2 separate regions of the Mus musculus genome follow, and region 2 is linked to region 1. The links are chromatin contacts, called in public Hi-C maps. All regions are on one chromosome and are shown on one strand. Each heading gives the region's core, a stretch centred on a gene start, on an enhancer-like site or on the middle of the called end of the contact. The rest is flanking DNA. Distances are from core to core; before and after follow the strand shown.

What was found. Hi-C and Micro-C count contacts between places; a contact is called where the count stands out from the background.
Region 2: a contact with region 1 is called in a Hi-C map of bone marrow-derived macrophages, with 4 times the contacts expected there. The contact joins two enhancer-like sites. A contact is called at or near these places in 4 of 484 Hi-C or Micro-C datasets (bone marrow-derived macrophages, embryonic fibroblasts, macrophages and 1 more) and 1 of 115 datasets of contacts at active chromatin or transcription factors (embryonic stem cells).

The regions. Positions count from the first base shown.
Region 1 is chr10:37,230,748-37,234,868 of GRCm38.p6, reverse strand. No RefSeq gene overlaps it. Among named protein-coding and RNA genes, the nearest start is that of Gm26535, 87 kb to the left of the region's middle. Within about 2 kb of position 2,473, at least 167 of the 459 cell types and tissues checked have an H3K27ac peak or open chromatin away from gene starts, as enhancers often do. A contact at or near this core is called in bone marrow-derived macrophages and uterus, where this site is marked.
Region 2 is chr10:37,357,789-37,361,709 of GRCm38.p6, reverse strand. Gm31202 (a long non-coding RNA gene) reads left to right here. Exons shown (of 3, transcript XR_380243.2): 2 at 430-700; 3 at 895-1,012. Among named protein-coding and RNA genes, the nearest start is that of Gm31202, 4.6 kb to the left of the region's middle. Within about 2 kb of position 2,584, at least 32 of the 459 cell types and tissues checked have an H3K27ac peak or open chromatin away from gene starts, as enhancers often do. A contact at or near this core is called in bone marrow-derived macrophages and uterus, where this site is marked.

The DNA.
Region 1 (4,121 bases), core at 1,224-3,723:
AAACCTCCATCTGCTTGTTGCGAAACCGCATTTCTGGGTCACAGGGTGGTCTCTGTACAGAAGAGTCACTGAAGCAAGCCTACCCTTAGTTGAGGCTTCCATGCCAAGAAAATGGAGTGCAGTGAAATTCTAATTGTCTTCCCCCCCACTTCCTCCCTCTCCCCACCCCTCCATTCAAATGAAATCAGGAAAATTCACATTCTCCAAGTCACACTGAAGTTACTAGTTTCTCAGCCCTGACAGGCACCCCACAATAGGGGGTTTCTCTGCTTAGAGCGGTCATGGGAGTACAAGCCTTTCCTGTTGCTTGGAACCTCCAGGGCTTGGCTTTGTGGAATAGGATCAGCAGAAGAGAAGCAAACTATTTACAGCCAGAAGGCCCTGGATCTAGGAGCCTGGAAGCCTGTTTTCTGCTTTGACCTGACCAGTGAGTCACTGTCCCAAAGCCAAATGATTTCCGGTGCTTCGGTTTCACCTTCTATAAAGTAGAGATAATCATACCCGTTCCTCCCCACGTCCTAGTGCAGCGTAAAAAGATATCATTAAATGTGTGGGCCCTAGGGAGAGGAGGCTGAAATCAAAGCATGCTTACTGCTTTTCCTATTGCCAAATAACCTCCTTAATAATCATAGCTTTCTCTCCTAATAACCCATGCTACTACTGGCCTGGTAACCTAAATGTCAGAAGATCCATATCACACTGAAGGCCTGCTTGGTGTTAATTCACATAGCAAGGGATTGTTCTCAGAGTCAGCAACTCAGTTTTGTGGGTAGCCATTTACAGGAGTAGCTTCGACCAGGAGGAAGCAGGACCCTGAAGAGTACAGGGTCCAGTGGGCACAGTAGAGCACACTGCTGACCGGGTTAGGTAACAGTGGCATCACCTCTCCTGGCTTGTCTGCCAGGCTCTCCGGGCTCTCTCTGTCTTGAAAAGAACAAGGTGACGTTGTCCAACCACATGTACTCCTTGAACCATTCAACATCAACAAGTGTTATTTCAAACCTTGCCTGGGGGAGTGGGGGATGGGGTGGTGTGGGGTCATGTGGTCCACAACATTAAATTCTAATTTCGATAAATGTACCTGCTGTTCTTTTGTATTAAGTGATGACATGAAGCTATGAAACCTGAGGCTCTATTTTTGGCTTTATGTATTTTTTTTTTTTGTGGGAAAAACTACCCCTTAAAACTTTTCATGATGATGTGTGTATGTGTGTGAGTATGTGTGTGTGTGTGTATGAGAGAGATAGAGAATGTGTATGTGTAAGTGTGTGCACATGTATAGACTAATAGAACAATTTTCAGGAATTAATTCTCTCCTTTCATGTGGCTCCTGGGCCTTGAGTTTACATCATCAGGTTTGGCAGGAAGAACCTTTACCCAGTGAGCTATCACAAAGGCATCTTAGCCATTTTAAAATTAGTTTTAATTGGAAAATACGCACAACACAAAATTTGGTGTGAACTATTCCATTGCTATTCTTCCATCCTTAAATTCCATTTCAACTATTTTCATCTTCTCTACTTAAACAACTGTGTCTTGAGACAGTCTCCCTATTTAGCCAGGTTGGTCTCAAGCTCAAGATGCCCAGCCCTAGGCCTTTTATGTGAGGATCCGGATCCATTGAACAACTCCTCCAGCCCCTAGCAAGCACCACTCCACTCTGCCTTCATGCATTTGACTGCTTTAGGATCCACATGTAAGGAGATCTTTCTCTGACCAGCTGATCTCATTTAGTATCATGACTATAACTTTCCATCACCATCCCAGCAGATATCAGGACTCCCTGCATTAAGACTACTATCTCTTTGGAAGTGTGAATCACAGACTTTAAAGGCATGATCTCTAAAGCCTTTAATTCCAGAACATTCCCATGTTGAGCCTGAGAAGAAGTCTGCTGTGAGTTCAAGGATGGCATAGTTTTAATTTCCATTTTCCAGTTCATTGGGAGCATGTACTCAAGTCAGAGGTGGGACTGGTAATCACTCTGCCTCTGCCTTTCCAGGGCTAGAATTAAAGGCACGTCTCACCGTGCCCTACCATGTCCACCTCCTTTTTAGCCTTTGAAGAACCACCACACCACTGTTGATAGGCAATCCCTTGACAGTGAACAAAATCTTGCTTTTTCCACATCCTCTCCAACACTTGGAATCTTCTGGCTCTGTTTATGGTTTTGATAGTAGCCATCTTAATGTGCTGTAATTCCATTTTGACTGACGTGCAGGGAATGTGAGATAAGATTTAAACAATGTAGCCGACTTTCTTGTACTTTTGTGAGACTTTTCATGAACAAGTTGTTAAACATTTAAACAAAATAACTAAAAGACATCGTAAAGAATTGGATTTTTTTTTAGTTACCCTTGCTCTGCTGTCTGGAGAGGAAGTTTAAAAAAACAAAAGGACTTGCAAAGGACGGTAGGGGTTTTCCCTGTTGGTTCCAAGTCAGCAGAATAAAATGAGCCCAAGAGGCTGTAATGTGTTGCGCTGTATTCTCCTGCGTGTGTTTAGTGCAAATGTTCTAGATGTCTCTAAGGTGCTTTTGTGTGTTTCACAGTTTGCATATCTTCACTACGCAACTGCCTGGCCAGAGCAGATAAGCCCCAGAAGGAAGAGTGGAAGGGGTGGTGGTGGGATGGGGGCAGGGTGTCTTCCCAGGAACTGGGTAACAGAATAGGGAATCGAAGCGCTGCTAACCCTGGACAAAGGCAGAAAGAACAAGAATGAAGAGGAAGTCAGGCTGCGCTCCCCCCTCCCCTCCTCCCCCTCGCCCCTCCCCCGCCCAGGCCCGCCACCAGCTGATTTCAGCGTCAGCTGTTTGGTTTGAAGCCTACTTCCCCTTCTAAACTGCTGATGCCCTTGCTCTACAGCAGGGAAGAGCCAACCCTGCCATGCTAATCTCTGACTGCCCACAACCCCCCTCCTCAGTTCTCCCTCCCCCATCCTCCCCCAGTCATACCTAGGCATTTAAAAACTACAGATTACTGAATATGTACTAATTATGAATGTCAAACAAGATGAAATAACTTCAGTCTTAAATACATTTTTATTACGAAAGTGTATTCAGAGCAAAGTTGCTCTCTTCCACATGCTGTAACAGGGATTCAGCAATTTAAAACTGTTTGCTTAGCACAGGGCCTTCATTGACTGTAGAAAATTCTTAAAATTTTAAATAATTTTGAAACTATAATAAACTAATATGTACAATAAGCTCAAAGTCACTCCATTTTTTTTAATTATTTTTATTTTTGACATGCTCTGACAGGTCTAAACTATGCCATCCAAGCTAGGTATGCTGGTCCATACTTGTAACCACAGTGCTTGGGGTGTAAACAAAGTGAGTTTCTGTCTCAAATACGCAAACAAACAAAAACAGCAAAACAAAGAAAATCATCTTTGGTGTGTGGTCGCCCTTATTAGTTTCCTTCTAAGTTGTGAAGACTTTGATAGCTGCCAAGCCTTCACTTTGCCCCAGGCGTGGAGCACTCTGTAGAGCTGAGCGGGAGCCTGGGTTGGGTCAGACTGGTTCGATCTGGGTACATGGGGGAAATGACTGGCTAGAATGCGGCCTAGACTAACTCACTGCAGAACAAAGTCTAGACCACCCAAGACACACTGACCTCTTCTGTCACCCATTCTTCTTCAGCAAGTGGTCCTCAGAAGGAACCCCCAAAGGGAGGGAGCCTGGTATTTTTTATAACTACTTAGAAAGATATTTAGGAAACTTTGCTAATCTAGTTTTGTGACTAAGTCTAAGAAATGTCCACAATCTGGTAAGAAGGGCTGGTACGATGATGATTCAGTGGTAAAGATAAAGGGGCTTGTTTTGCAAGGCTGACTACCTTGGGTTCAATCCCGTGTAAAGATGAATGGGGAAAAAAAAAAAAAAAAAAAAACTCCACAAAGCTGTAGTCTGACACACACACACACACACACACACTAAATAAATAAACAATTTAATTTTAAAAAATTAAAAAGACATGTCCACAATCATAGTGTGTCTTTTTGCCACTTCCACAAACATGCAATTAATAAAATAATGTATGCCTACCAAGTGCAGATGGAGCCAGCTTCTCCAATTGTTTTTGAGAATTGTGCCAAGTGGTCTCTTCTGATTCTTGTCTATA
Region 2 (3,921 bases), core at 1,335-3,834, 130 kb before region 1:
CTAAATAAACTCTTTCCTCCCCAGGTTGATGTTAGTCATGGTGTTTTACCACGGCAATAGAAACTGTAAAACAACTTTAGGGGATGGAGGGTCCAAACACTATACTCACATGAAGCCTGTCTGCATGGGTACTAAATATTCAAACACTGAATCCTGTCTGCATGGATACTAAATATCCTCACCTGGGCCTGATGACTCAGGTCTGTCATCTCAGCTATTTGGAGGCTGAGTCAGAAATATCACAAGTTCAAGGCTACAGAATGACTTCAAGACCACCTGGGCAACTCAGTGAGACCCTGTCTCAAAATAATAAAGAGTAAAAAGATACCTAGGAATATATTTCAGTGATAAAGAGCTCAAGGCTTTAGGATAAATCTCTAGCAGCAGGAAAAATGTAAAAATTCTCAGGCTAACTCAACACTTTTGCAGGTCAAGACCAGTGATTCTTTCCCGAAAGAGGATGTGTTGGTATTTCTGAAACTGGCTGGTCCTTTGCATCACTAACTGCTGTGTAATTCTAAGCCTTGGCACAACTATGATCAAATCACAACGATGATTCAGTCCACAAGACAGTGCATGCCTATGTAATGAACTCCATTAAAGCTGTACAGAAGTTCAGACCAGGAACTATGAAGCCCTGCCCAGAGACTACGTTCACACTAGTCACTGATCATCTTTGTAAAGCAAACCACAAAAGTTGGTAAGTAAATGGTGATTTAAAAGTGGGAAAGAGACACTATCGTATTTATGAGAAAGGTCTTAGATAATCTGATAAAATAACATAGTCTCTATTTTTGAAATGAAGAGATATTTAGTTTTATTTTATAGAATTATTTCTATTTTATGAGTTTAGTATTAGGGTATAATAAATTCTTTGGTTTTTTTTTCCTATAGGAGAGCATTTATTATTCGTCACACAATAAAAAGTAATTATCATACAACTATATTACCATTGAACAACTTAATTAAAGAAGTGGCCTAACTGTGTTGCCTTTTCTATCAAATGGCCTAGCTCTGAAAAGATGGTGAGTATTTCTTGTTTTCCAAGTAGAAAGTGGGTTTTCTTCCTTTTTTATTGATGTAAATTTGTTCTTTGATAAGTTCATACATGTCTACAATGCATTCTGACTCCTTTCACTACCACCTTTGCATCTCCTCTTTTCCTCACAGGCAGAATATTTTGGGTTTTTTGCTGACCTACTACTAGAGCCATTGGTATGACCACAGTTTGGAACCTTATGCGATTTTTAGGAGGGTGTCCCAGAAATACAACCAAAAGTTCTTATCTTTATTCTGCAATTCCTCTTAATTTTTTTAAAATTTTTCAAAGAACTATTTTAAAAAAGGGAAAGAAAAATAATAAAAAAAAAAAAAACCCTGAACTTGTGTTAATCATTCAAATGTTGGAGCCCATATAGGATTAGAGAGCATGACTGTGTTTCCTTGGGAAAGGAAATAATAGCGTGACCAACCAATTGCTGTAGAGACAGAGGAAGATGAGGCTAGAGGGGAGCCGGGAGCTGTGGAGAACAGAGTACATAAAATTACTCTGGAGAGAAGAAGACAGCAATCTGAGCCTTTTCTTCTTCCCAGTTTGGGTGGTGATATCCTCAGATCACTCCTATAGTCGATCGATTCAAATCTACCTTAATCATTCATAGGAATGCCATAGAGTTTATGCCAGGAGGTTGTAGCTGCCATGTCCTAAGCCAACTCTCTGAGAAAATTGCATCAAACAGAGCAACCTGCACTGCAGATACCAAAGGAGATGGTGCATCATGAAGAAGGCTTGCAATTCATCATGGAAACAAAGATGCAAATGGAACAGGAAATCAGGAGGCAAGAAGATGAGAGTATATGGTTCTCCGGATTATAATTTCACTTTTTTTTATCATGAAGAAGTTGATCTTTTTGTTGCATTTTCACACTCAATTGTTTTGAGAAGAATTTCATGTTTATTTCATGTTTGATGCATTTCAGTGTTTATTGTTTTGGAAATACTGGTTGATCTACAACAAGGTATTACATATTTAGATAACCTAACACATCATTCACTGACAGTGGGACATGGGGTGAAAAACAACAGTCACACAGCTGAAAACAGAGCTAGACACTTCTCTAAAAGGAAGGCGGTCTTCTGACACATGATAGAGATTGGTTCTAGCTCACCAGGAGACATGGGGATTGGGACAGAAGGCAGCTGTGGGAAGAAGAAAATCTTTCTAGCAGCTGAAGACTTGAGGGGGATGTTGCTGCAATCTCTGCCATTAAAGAAGAGAGTGAATGATCTATCTTTCCAGGCTATGCTATTGTTTTCCTTGTAGGTTCCCCTAAATTGCCTTGTGTTGCTTTTCCTAAACTGTTGATGATTTTTCTCACTCCCTTCCTTCAAAGGGGAAGTACCTGGCTTATGTAGCATGCTCAAGGCTGACCTGGTGCCCTAGTTGCTTGTTTTGCTGTAATAAAAAACCAAGACCAACTCATGGAAGAAAAGATTTGTTTGGCTTAAGTGTTCTGATCATAGTCTATGGCTGAGGGAAGTTGGGGCAGGAACTGAAACAGAAGCTGAGGAGGAACCCTGTTTGCTGGCTTACTCTAGATGGCTTGCTCAGCTTGTTATTTATACAATCTATGACCACTTGCCCAGGGGTGGCACTGCCCACAGTGGGTTAGGTCCTCACAGACCAATCATTAATCATGAAAATGCCCCCTACAGACTCCTATAGGCCAATCTGGTGAATGCATTTTCTTAAATGAGGCTTCTTCTTCCCAAGTAAGCCTATCTTATATGAAGTTGACCAAAACCAAACCAAAACAAAACGGAACAAAATCAAATAAACAAACAAAACCTACCTAGCACACCTAAGCTACAAAGTGAGACACTGTTCCTAAAATAAACAAACAAAACTCACATGTTAATCTACTCTACCTGAGTAAATATACTCTCTGTCTCAGGCCTGAGCTACAGCCTTGGTAATAAGCCCTGAGCCATTCTTTAGCCTGCTGTGACTCCCTTTCCTGTGCACAAAACAGCAACAGTGCAGGAGGTTCTAAGATTTACCTTCCTGAACTAACTCAACAAAAAGGGGATGCTGAGTTCAGCACATGGTGTTCAGTATAAAGGTCTGCAAATGCGATCACTTTGGGGCTGTGGTTTTCATCAGACAAGCCGAGGTAACATTTTAATGTGATCATGTGCACATACCAGGGCCTGATTTTCCTAAATTGCTCTCCCTAAATGGAATTCCTTTACCAAAGCACAGACCCATTCCCCCGCCCCCCCAAGGGGCATACTAGTGTCGTTCTCCAATGAAACTCAATTCTGCACACATTAACTCCGAGGCAAGGCTCTAGTAAATCCACTTAAACCCTTCCATTTACTTATTGTGAAATTATTTGATTCCATATTTTCTATTTTAAAAGATCAGAATATGTGTAGCAGTGGGAGATAACTCCTTAGGCTTTTGACTTGTACATTCTCTCTTTCAGAGAGTGACTCGTTCATTTTGGTTAGATGCACGTTTATCATGATGCCGTTGGCTGAGTAAGACATAATGTTGATCATTTTGCTGATAATGTAAGGCTTAGAGAAGGCTAACACTTGTGCACATCTGCCTTCTCCAGCTCTTCCAACACTGTTAAAGAATGTCTTTTTAGTTGGATTTTTGAGATGTGTATTTAAAAAAAAAATCTGAGTAAACTTAATTTTTGGAATCTTTACAATGCTGACAGTGAGCATTTCCCTGCACACAGCCTTTAGTAGAGCAGCCAAGGTTGTCATGGTGAAATGGATCAGCGCTGTTTGCCAGGCAGCCCATGGAACTGCAGACAGGCTGTTGGTACAGAGCTAGCTACACAGGCCACCAGTTCATTATCTATAGCTGAATCTAGGTCACTGGGATTTGTTGATGCTGCAGCTGA